3 separate regions of the Mus musculus genome follow, and regions 1 and 2 are each linked to region 3. A link is a contact called in public HiChIP or PLAC-seq and promoter capture Hi-C data. All regions are on one chromosome and are shown on one strand. The core of a region is the stretch at or near the end of the contact, and the rest is flanking DNA. Distances in the headings are between cores, read along the strand shown.

The links. Promoter capture Hi-C pulls out the DNA fragments that hold promoters and counts their contacts. HiChIP or PLAC-seq counts read pairs in DNA pulled down with a chosen protein or histone mark.
Region 1: a contact with region 3 is called in an H3K27ac HiChIP or PLAC-seq map of T-cell acute lymphoblastic leukemia, with 2.9 times the contacts expected there. The contact joins the enhancer-like site here to the promoter of 1700092K14Rik in region 3. A contact is called at or near these places in 5 of 39 promoter capture datasets (the 3T3-L1 cell line, embryonic stem cells, pre-B cells and 2 more), 17 of 484 Hi-C or Micro-C datasets (double positive thymocytes, embryonic stem cells, stem cell-derived epiblast-like cells and 1 more) and 2 of 115 datasets of contacts at active chromatin or transcription factors (T-cell acute lymphoblastic leukemia and embryonic stem cells).
Region 2: a promoter capture Hi-C map of the HPC-7 cell line shows a contact between it and region 3, with 5 times the contacts expected there. The contact joins the enhancer-like site here to the promoter of 1700092K14Rik in region 3. A contact is called at or near these places in 5 of 39 promoter capture datasets (the HPC-7 cell line, embryonic stem cells, hippocampal neurons and 2 more), 1 of 15 datasets of contacts at CTCF or cohesin (embryonic stem cells), 4 of 484 Hi-C or Micro-C datasets (the HPC-7 cell line, embryonic stem cells, nephron progenitors and 1 more) and 2 of 115 datasets of contacts at active chromatin or transcription factors (embryonic basal ganglia and embryonic stem cells).

What each region holds. Positions count from the first base shown.
Region 1 is chr11:114,361,373-114,365,005 of GRCm38.p6, forward strand. No RefSeq gene overlaps it. Among named protein-coding and RNA genes, the nearest start is that of Gm31399, 59 kb to the right of the region's middle. Within about 2 kb of position 2,044, at least 3 of the 459 cell types and tissues checked have an H3K27ac peak or open chromatin away from gene starts, as enhancers often do. A contact at or near this core is called in T-cell acute lymphoblastic leukemia, where this site is marked.
Region 2 is chr11:114,390,065-114,393,430 of GRCm38.p6, forward strand. No RefSeq gene overlaps it. Among named protein-coding and RNA genes, the nearest start is that of Gm31399, 31 kb to the right of the region's middle. Within about 2 kb of position 1,702, at least 17 of the 459 cell types and tissues checked have an H3K27ac peak or open chromatin away from gene starts, as enhancers often do. A contact at or near this core is called in the HPC-7 cell line, where this site is marked.
Region 3 is chr11:114,196,067-114,199,691 of GRCm38.p6, forward strand. 1700092K14Rik (RIKEN cDNA 1700092K14 gene) reads left to right here and starts at 2,192. Exons shown (of 3, transcript NR_045930.1): 1 at 2,192-2,257; 2 at 2,660-2,811; 3 at 2,957-3,133.

The sequences.
Region 1 (3,633 bases), core at 794-3,293, 170 kb after region 3:
AGTTACTGCCACCCACAGCCCCCACAAGAGAAGCATGGCTAAAAGTCATTCAGGGAATGACCCAAGCTTCTGACCTTCAGGCTAAACTCCTCCCCAGTTACCTAGCAACAGTAAAGACCATAAAAGGGGCTGTTAGGGCCCCACCTTGCTCTCTTACTTCTCTCTCTCTTACCTCTTACCCCTCACTTTCACTTTCACCACCTCTCTCTTCTCTCTTTGTCTTCTCCTCTCCTCTCTTCCTCTTACTCTCTCTTTCTCTCTAGCCTTTCCCCCCCCCCTTCCCTTTTTCCCCCTGCCTTTCTATAATAAAGCTCTAAAACCATAGAGAGTCTCTGCTCATCAAGACTGCGCTCACTGCTCACTCTCCTCAGTGTTGGGACCCTCTCTCCCATGGTGGCTTTAGCAAAGTAGTCCTGGGCTCCCAGGTAGGTCTGCCCCCTTGCCACCCCCCCCCCAAAGAGTGGGTCAGAGGCTCAGATGCCCACCCAGGGATGAGTGGAAGGTAGATAGCAGCCCTCCCACCCCTGACTGACCAGAGAATAGGTGGAACTCTGGTGGGGTGTGGGTCTTCCCCTTCCCCCTCTTCCCCAGACACCCCCCTTTTAGTTCCCAACAGCACCCCTCCATGGCCTTCACTTCAGTTCCTGCCTCCCGAGTTCCCCATGGCTTCCCTGATGATGGACTATAGTCTGTAAGCCAAATAAAACTTCCTTCCTCAACCAGACTTTCATAAAACTTTTATCAGAGACAACAACTAAAGTAAGGTAGCATGATTGAGGGGAGAGAGGGAAACATGAATTTCAATGATCAAGCCTCAAAATTAAAGAAAACAGGTAGATTGAGAATGTAGCTCAGTGGCAAGATTATTGTGTAACACATACATGGCCCTGGCCATCAAAGAGCAGGGAAGTATGGTGGGTATGAAGAGGAAAAATCTACGCAAAAGACTGCTGACCTAGTATTGACATGACATAAATTGGCCTTATAAACAAGAGGGATTAGTAAAACCTAAAGACTTCCTACACTATAATAAAGGATTTATTTAATTAATCAGAAAAATATGCCCATTCTGAATCTAAGCTCTGTGCACTAAAAATCAAAGCACCAAACACATAAAATACAAATTGGCAAGCCATGGGGAAAAGCAGAAACATTTGCCATCAGAGTGAACATTTTTAATATGTCCCTCTCAATAATTGATCAAGCAGACAGAAAATTTACCAAGAATACAGACAGCTGCAAACACAATTGAGAAAGAATTCCGTAGAGGAGGCTGCGCCCAATGGCAGCAGGACATAGCTTATTCCAGAGCTCTGTGGAAACCCTACACAACCTCACCTATGGGCTAGGCCACTCCTGGAGTCAAGGAAGAGAATGTAACCACACTGAGCAGAAAGGAGCGCACATTTAATCCCAGCACCCAGGAAGCAGAGCCGGGAAGATCTCTGTGAGTCTGAGGCTGATCTGCTTTACAAAGCAAGCTTCAAACCAGCCAGGCATACACTTAGACTCTGTCCCCAAAACGACTCTGTGTGTGTGTGTGTGTGTGTGTGTGTGTGTGTGTGTGTGTGTGTGAATTTTAAGGTCAGTTTGAACTATACAATGGGTTGGGAGGAGGGAAGTGAAGGGGGAAGGAAGTGGAGGGGGAGGGGAAGGGAGAGGGAGAAAATCTTAAATCAGTAACAGCAAAATTATTCTACATAAAAATTGTAGGGATGCAAGTTATGCAATATAGAGAACAAAGTTCCTATTCTCACTCTGCATACAGACTCTGTGCTTCAGAGGAAGAAATCCAAAGGACGCCAACAGAACAGACCCCATGAAGGCAGAAAATGTTAAAGTTAAAAGTAAGATGGAAGACACAAAATAAAGTTCAATAGGAAGGAATACCAAACCCTAAAACCAGCTTTCTGAGAAAGGCTTTGCAAAACTAAGATCATCCAGGGGGCTGAGACGGTGACTCAGTTGACACACAAGCATGAGGACCTGGGTTCACTTCTGGGCACCCACATCAAAAGGTCTGGGGCAGCACCTGTATTCCCCACAGCAGGAGGCGGAGACAAGCATATCCCTGGAGCTCACTGGCAAATTGGTGAGCCTCAGCTTCAAGGAAGACCCAGTCTCAAAAGATAACAGAGAGGGAGTGTAGAAGCTCCTGCCTCCACACACATGTGCACAGCATGTGCAAGAACACACACATAGACACATATGCACACATACACACCATTTGCTTAAAAGACCATTGCAAGATCAGACTGAGTCAATCAAAGGCATGCTAGAGACAGGGGCTGGAAAACAATATGAAGAATTAAACAGGAGCCAAAATCATGGGGCTTAAACTCACAAAAAGGGGGTCTGAAAAACCCTAGTGATAAATTGTAAAGCTTAAGACAAAATGGACAAATTCTAGAAAAATACAACTTATCCAAGAAGCAGGAGAAAACCTAGAGAGGCTAATGACCTTTAAAGAAATTGAATTATTAGCTGAAACTCTTCCAGGAAGAAAAAAAAAAAAAGATGTTCCAAATGATTTATCAGCAATTTCTACCCAATGCTTTAGGAACTGCTCTTGCAGATCATTTGCGGTGGGGGGACACCTGCCTCAGACCATCGTAAGGGCTAGCCTAATCTTAATTCCAAAGGCATATAAGGATAATACCAGCAAAGAAAAAAATAACCATTGAATCTCATGCAAAAACTAGTTAGTTGATATAAAATAGATTTTTTTTTTCAGTAGAAAATTTCACGATCTCAGAGCCTGGTACATCCAACTGGATTTTTCCCCTATGTCATAGTGTGTCACACAGGAGGTGGCTGAGGCTCCACAGTGTGATACAGGGACCCAGAGTAAGTAATTTTCTTACTTATGCCCTCTAAGCAGGTGGCTTCTGGAGTTACTGACAAAGGGCAAGAAGAGGCTGGAAAAACTTCTGGTGTGGGTTAACCTCCAGGAACAGAAGTGGTTTACATTATTGTTATAGCCTTGACTTGTGTACCCCGCAACACACACTGACGCAGATTCATGGGTGAAGACCTGTCCTCAACATCTAGAGAAACACTGACCTTGGAAACAGGAACTTTAAAGATATAACAATGACTCTTAGTGCAATGCTAAGGTAAAATGAAGCTCTACAAGCAGACTCTTTAACCTGCTATGACTGGGGTCCTTATTAGCGATAGACATCTCAACAGTACGGCTGCCTAAACAAGACCTGAACAACGGCACCAGTTGGCAAGCTCACGTGGGTGGGGAGAATCTCACAAGGCCCTATTAATGAGAGCTACAAAGTATCAATAGCTAAGAGAAGGAGAGGCTCTCCAGGGACGAGCCTCCAGACAGGTTACCCAATTGCAAGAGGTCATCCCTAAACACACGTGCATAAAAGCATAAAACGGATTCAGCAGGTGATTGCCATATTGTCATGTGTATGTATACGTGTAACAATAATAAAGAAACAGAGACCATGAATTTGAGAGGGGGTAAATGGAGGAGATGGAGGAGGGTGAGGGAGGAGGGAGAGGAGGAGATTGCACAAATACAGTAACATATACAAAATTTTCAAACAATTAAAATTTTAAAAGGAAAGAGAGAAAGAGAGAGTCCTAGAGAAAATGAGGGCACACTGGGAGGGT
Region 2 (3,366 bases), core at 452-2,951, 190 kb after region 3:
GAGCAGTGGGGCTAATGGAGAAGCAAAGAAGCATTCTGGAACCCAATTACAATGGGTTCTTAGTGAATGAGGACCACAGGAGCTGAGGTGCCCCAATATTGGGGATCAACTGAGGGTAAGAAGCTAGTATTGAAGAAGGGTGGGGGCGGCCTATGGGAGTGAGGCAAGGGTTAAGCAAGCAGAGCACTATAGGGTGAAAAAACCGTCCCACAGAATTTAGGGAAGACTATCTCTGCCCAGAAGAGGTGTCAGGCAATGTGGGACCACCAGAAACAAGCACACAAAAGGCTGGCCAAACATACTGGATAATATTAGGCCCATAGCCTAATGTGAGGGCATCCTGTCTACCCTCTTCATAGATATAAAGAGAACCCAAGAAGGGTTCTCAATAATCTGTCAAGACTGAATAAGTAGCGCCATATCCAACAAGAACAAACCAGGCTTATGAGCAACTTCATAGCATTACACATGGTTCTACAGTTATGATGGAGGCACAGGTAACCAGTGGACCTCAAGGCTCCCTTGCCAAGCCTGAGTCAGGCATCCAGGGGACCTGTCGGGGTGATAGAATGGGAGTGTGTTCCTTGCTGGATACAATCTAATCAGCACTGTCCTTCTTTCCCACGCATGGAGGCAGCCTTGTCTGGGGTAGGCACTTGCTCAATGGTCTCGTGGCCTCATTTGAAGCAGGCCTCACGCTGACCCATTTCCCAGCCCCTCAGACTAGAGAACCCTGTGAAAAGTCCGCTTCCTGCATCTGGCGCATGGCCTGGTCCCTTTTAAACTTTGGCTCCTTTGTTCTTCTGTTTAAAGACCTGGAAGGCTGTTTTAACTTCGTCCCATTGAGGGTTCTGAGGGCCATCGTTGAGGTTTTTTTTTTTTTTGAACTTTCATCTCGTATCTGTGGCCAGTTGTGAGATAAAGAGCAGGTGTGAGTACAATCGTCCCTCATCCGAGTCAGCTGATGGGTCATGACAGCTTGGTCATAGCCTTTGAAAGGCAAGAGGGAGATAGAGATGGGTCTCCTTTGGTCTTTGAGTGATCGCTCTGATTTGTGTTCATGATTGACAGCTTTAAGGGCTGTCTTTTCCATGCCTGCCAGGAAACAAGTGACCTTATGAGCCCCCTTTTAGAGATCATCAGAGGTGGCCTGGTAGTTCTAGTCAGGGTCACTCAGAGAGCATCAATCATCCTCACAAGACTGTGGTCTGATCCTGAGTGTTGGGGTGTCCACATGGGCCTGGGCTACCACCCAAAGGTGCCCACGGCTTTCGGGGAAGAAGGGAGAGAAAAGGGTGACATAGATGTGGTTCCATGTCAACCTAAAGGGCTGGGTAAGCTGCAGGGTCCCTTTCAGCGAGTTGTAGAGGGATCAGAACAAGAAAGCTTGGATCTTTCTCAGTCTGAGGGACACCTGTCTGAAGAGAAGGAGCCTGAATGTACAGAAGACCTCAAGATCTCATTAGTTCTCTCAGAGGGAGGACAGGCTGAGGAGGCTAGAGGGAGCGCCGAGGAGGGAGGGGTATGGGGGCGGGATCAGGTTTGAGGAGGAGAAAAGAGGGTGAGTTTGGAATAGGGAGGTTGCTCGAAGGAGGATGTTGGTGGAGGTATTTAACAGGGGCAGTGACAGTTTATCAGCAGGGTCGGAAGTTGGAAGAGGAAGTCTTGGTGGTTCCAGTTGAGAAGTTTGACAGTGTGAAGCTTGGGTTAGGGGGAAGGGGGCCTCCTGGAGGTGTAACAGCTGAGCGGCAGAACAGGGTAGCCATCAAGGGAACTGAGAATAGAGACAAGCAAGGCTTGGATGGGTGGTTGACAGACTATTGCCATTGTTAGAGGGAGCTTGGAGAAGTCTCTGGATTTTGAAGTCTGAGGTACCACTTTGGGGCAAACAGTGACCTCTATCTGGAGGATCTTAAGGACAGTAAAAGATGAGAGACTCCATTTTAGAGGTGTTTGTCCAGCTGAGCATTGAAACATTATGAAGGCGGCACCCCGGGGGACTGTGTGGCGGAGTTTTAAGAGTTTCAGTTAATTAAGCAGAGTGGACCAGAGCAGACTCTCCGAAGAGAGACAAAGGGGAGGTGTCCCCACAAGCTGACAGCCTTCCTGAGGAAGGTTTATCAGTAGTTACCTGGGAGGCAGTCAGGGGACTTTCACTCAGCACCAAGATTCTCGGGGTTCATCTGATGGACCCTGAGACTCCACAAAGGAAGAGATCTACTGCGACCATGATAAACTGGCTGCTGTTGTGTGCCAGGGGAGCCACGGAAGAGAGCAGGAGACCGCTGCTGCAGTCACTTGGGGAAGTGAGGCGGGGTAGAAAGGGAGTCCGAATGGGCGTGGGAACAGGAGTAGAAAAGGAGCGGGCGTGGGAATGGGCAGGGGAGTAAGGGGAAGGCTGGGCCTTCCTGCTCAGGAACTGATCCCTGGCTCCCAGATTCTCGGGGTTCATCTGTGTGTGTCTCTGTCTGTCTGTCTGTCTCTGTGTGTGTCTCTGTCTGTCTGTCTCTCTGTCTGTCTGTTTCTCTGTCTCTCTGTGTGTCTCTGTCTGTCTCTCTGTTTCTCTGTCTCTCTGTGTGTGTCTCTGTCTCTGTCTCTCTCTCTGTCTGTCTCTCTGTCTGTCTCTCTCTCTCTGTCTCTCTCTCTGTCTCTCTCTCTGTCTCTCTCTCTGTCTCTCTCTGTCTCTCTCTCTCTCTTTAGCTGTGTGTCCCCTGCCCCCCCTTCCTTGCACCTTCCCTTTTACATCAACATTCAATCATCTTTCCCATTCACTCCGTCTCTTCCATTTTTATCTTACACCGCCTGCGAAAATTGGTGTGAAATAAAAAGGCAACTCTGCCTACAGATGTAATCAATTGATTTGGCAGGTAGCCTGAAGATGCCTAGGAAGAGGGGAACCCATTGTCGACGGGACAATCCCCCCCCCCCTCCGCGTCTTCTTTCCCACTTCCTCTCCTCCTGCCTCTCTGTCACTCTCCTTTGTTACCTACTTCTTTCCAGCCTCACTCTGATCTTCCTGCTTCTTTCTTGCTTTGTATTTAATAGGGATAATCCTGCCCGTGGCCCTCCCCTCCACCTTTCTTCTCACTATTTTATATAAGAAGGGAGAGGTTTTGTCTTCCCAGGTGTCTCTAAGATCCTGGGAGAAGCTCAGAATTTCCTGGATCTGGGTAAGTGAGTCCAGGAACAATTTCTTGAAGGACCTCAGCTTCCCATTCTGAGAAGAAATAGATCCCCTATACTATTATATACTGTATATTGCATGTATGCTGTATGCTACACACTACATATATATATATATATACTATATACTATTATATACTACTGTATACTACTATATACTATATATATATATGCTACTATATA
Region 3 (3,625 bases), core at 942-3,441:
ATAAAATAATATAATACATTTTTAAAAATATATTTTTAAGTTCTATTTGCACCTGTAATCCCACCATTGTTTAGGGTACATACAGGTAGATCCTGAGGGCTAAGTGGCCAAGCAGTCCAGCTAAAAGGCTAAGTTTCCAGTTCTGCAAGAGACCCTGTTCCTGGCAAAGAGCTATAAAGGAAGGCTCTGACATTTATACACACACAGGGTCACATGCGCAAGTACATGTATGTACTGACACAACACAACACACATATACAAGAAGAGTCTGGGGAGGCTTCCTGGAGGAGGTGACTTATTTTTGAAGAATGAGTAAGACTCGTGTGAATGGAGGCTTCAGGGCCAGTGAGGAATAGCATGGAATCTAGACAGTAAGGCCACTAGGTATGGCCTTGACTCCTGGCCTAGCACTCTTGTGGTACTTGGACAACCTTAAGGTTCTCTCCCAAGTATGGAAGGCCAAATTCAGGGTTCTGGATCCCACAGGAAGAGGAGCTCAAGCAGTCATACCTGTTCAGCTGCACTGTCCCTTCATGACCCCAGAGCAGGGACGGGTGGCTACTTTGGCAGGAGGCAGCAGCCCTCGTTTTGAAGGCACTATGCTAACTGGGTCAGAACCCAGGCATGGGAAGATCAGTGAACTCTCTTCAGAACTCAGTCAGGCACCAGAATAGAGGCGCCCAAGAGAAATCTAATAGGATCCACGCATGTGGTTTTAAATCTCTGATAACCAGCTCATAAAAGCAAAAGGAAGCAGGTGAAACCATCGGTAATAGCATCCCTTAGTTGGCTCAACACACGAAAAACATTATCAACTCAACGCATAATGAATCCCAAGGAATTATTCATAAGCTCTCCTGCATTCCCTTTCCTATACAAAATCACCAAAACCCGGTGTGTATCTCGCTGACCCAGTTCCTGGGGCTCCGTGGCCACCGCATGGGACACAGAAGCCAAGGCTCACCTCTGCCACCGAGTTCAAAGACACAGTCTCCTGTGAACTCTTCCAGCGCACACATCTGGAAATCAGGCAAGGGTTCTGGGCAGGTCCATGGGTGTCTTAGGATGCCGTTGTTGTTTGTCCTGGTAGTAAGATGTTTGATCTCTCTGCCTCCACCTCTCTCTCTCTCTCTCTCTCTCTCTCTCTCTCGTGTGTGTGTGTGTGTGTGTGTGTGTGTGTGTGGTGTGTGTGTGTGAGAGAGAGAGGTGGGGGAGAGGTAAGAGAAGAGAGAAGAAGGGAGAGGACAGAGGGACACCTTGGCCTTTAATGGCCAAGCTAGCTCCTGGTTTTGAGACAGCTTCTGTTTGGCCCAGGGCTTGCTGGTTAGCCTAGGCTGGGTGGCCAATGGGCCTCCAGAAGGGTTCTACTTAACTCCATCTCCCCAGTGTTGGGATTAAGAGAACATGACACTGAGCTGGGTTCTTTGTAGTTTTGTAGGTTCTGGGCATTGAACTAAAGTTCTCCTGCTTACATGGCAAGCCTTCACTGCCTGAGCCATCTCTCCAGCCTGCCTCAGTTTCTTCCTATAGAAAATAAGAACAATCCCGGACTTCCTTGAGATTGTCTGAGGAGGAAGGTCACTTCCTTCTGTCCAGAGGGTGAGGGCAGGTGGGGCTTGAGCACCTCAGAGCTGCTCCCACCAGTTCCCACCGTGCCCCCCTCCCCTGGTTCTTCCAGCGTCTGCTCACACCTGCAGTTCCAGCATTCTCGAGGTGGAAGGGTCAGAAGTTCCAGGTTATCCTTGGCTACATAGCAAGAAATGTGTCAAGGAGACTGAGATGGCTCCCTGGCTCCAGACATGAACACCACAGAGAAGACCGCAGTCACAGAGCAGAAAACATACAAAACTAGGCGCTTGTGGAAATGTGGTTCATATGACGGGCCTGTCCAGTGTATCGACACTTCAAGCTCTGTGAGCCCACGGAAGACTTAGGCAGTCCTGGGATAGCTTTCTTTACTGTCTTCAGTTTAAAGATGAGAAAACAGAGGCACAGAGAGGTGAGGTATTTTGTCTGATGTCACACAGCTGGAGAAGCTTGTGTAGAGCATCATCAAGATGCCAACCTTTCTCTGCCACCCTTGAAACTTAAAAGTCTGTTGTTACCTGGAAACAATATCCAAGGAGATGGCAAAGTTGGGAGGCGGCTCAGTAACTGACAATGGGGAGACAAGATGCTGTCTGGCACCATCACAGTTAGTTGGTCCAGATGGTGGAAAGCCTGTATCCAATACCTGGAGTGGTGGGAACAGGAAGAGGTGAGGACAGACAGGTGAAATTTCTCAGTAATGGTTCTGTGAAGGGGGAAGAAGGGGTGTCTCGCTCCACCCAAAGGGAGGGCTCAGGGAAGGGAAGCCTATGACTTCATCACTGGGCCCACGCCAATGACATCACCAGAAGGGCAAGGAGCCAGGCTCAGCAAGTTATTTATGGAAACGGCTGGCGGCCAGGCACAGCTCCTGAGCTGTTTCAGATGTGGTTGGATAAAGCTTCCAGCTGGCCCAGTGGGGCCTCCAAGGCCTGCAGGCAGGCGGAGGAGGAAGGCTGGAGGAATCCAGCAGCTGGGGGCAGGGCTCCAGCAGAGATCATCAGAGTTCCAGGCTTCTTCCTTCTTGGGATCTGCTCATCTCTACCCATGCTCATCAAGGGCTTCCCTGCAGATCGGGCTGGCTGAACTCAGAGAGGACAGCATGTGTGTCTGCCTTCGTGTGCACCGAGGGCATGTCTGTGCACAAGACTGTAGTATGGGCTTGCCGGTCCATAGGGACACACACTCTGCTCCCTTCCACACTGGTACCTTGAGTGGTCCTGAGTGAGTATACAGATCTGTGCCTCCTTGCACGTGTATGTGCATGCGTGCATGGGGGTTGGGAGGCAGAGTGCCCAGGGAGAGCGGGGAGGAGAAGAGCCGCCCGGGAGCGAGATCACAGCAGGAAGCTGGGGAAATATCATTTCAGCCCAAGATCCAGAGGCACTTACAGAAGCTTCAGCAAAACCAGACAAAACTTCCTTTCAATCCATTTATCAAAACTGCCCGCAGCTCCGCTTCGGAGCAGGTACAACAAGAATAAAATATTGAGCACAACCAGCAACCGCGAGACTGGAGGAGGCCAATAAATAAGAAGTTACTGAGGAGCTCGCCCTGACCCTGACGGTTTGCTTTGCCGGTCCCTCCACCTATCTCGTCCTGTGATCTTATGGGTGATGGCAGGAGGGAGGATGGCAGGGGCCCCACTGGGGTGTTTTTGATGAGCTGGGGATATGAGAGTAACTCAGCCCTATGAAGACAAGCTTCAGTGAGGCAGCTGCAGGAGCTCTTCTCACATTTCTTGGGCTGGCTAACTGCCTTCCTTCTCATAATCCCCTGAGGATGGGCTGGAGAGCTGGCTCAGTGGGTAAAGATGCTTGCAGACAAGACTTACTCCCTGAGTTCGATCCCCTGGAGCCACATAGGAGAACTGACTCCTGCCTGTTGTCCTCTGACCTCCACATGCAGATGCTGGTATGCACACTGACACACACAAATATGTGTAGTAAAGCTTTTCAAAATTCTCCAAAAGGAAACTGAATCCATGCAATCTTGAGTGGCCTGGTTGTTCAAGAGAGCATTGAAGTGAGAATAGGGT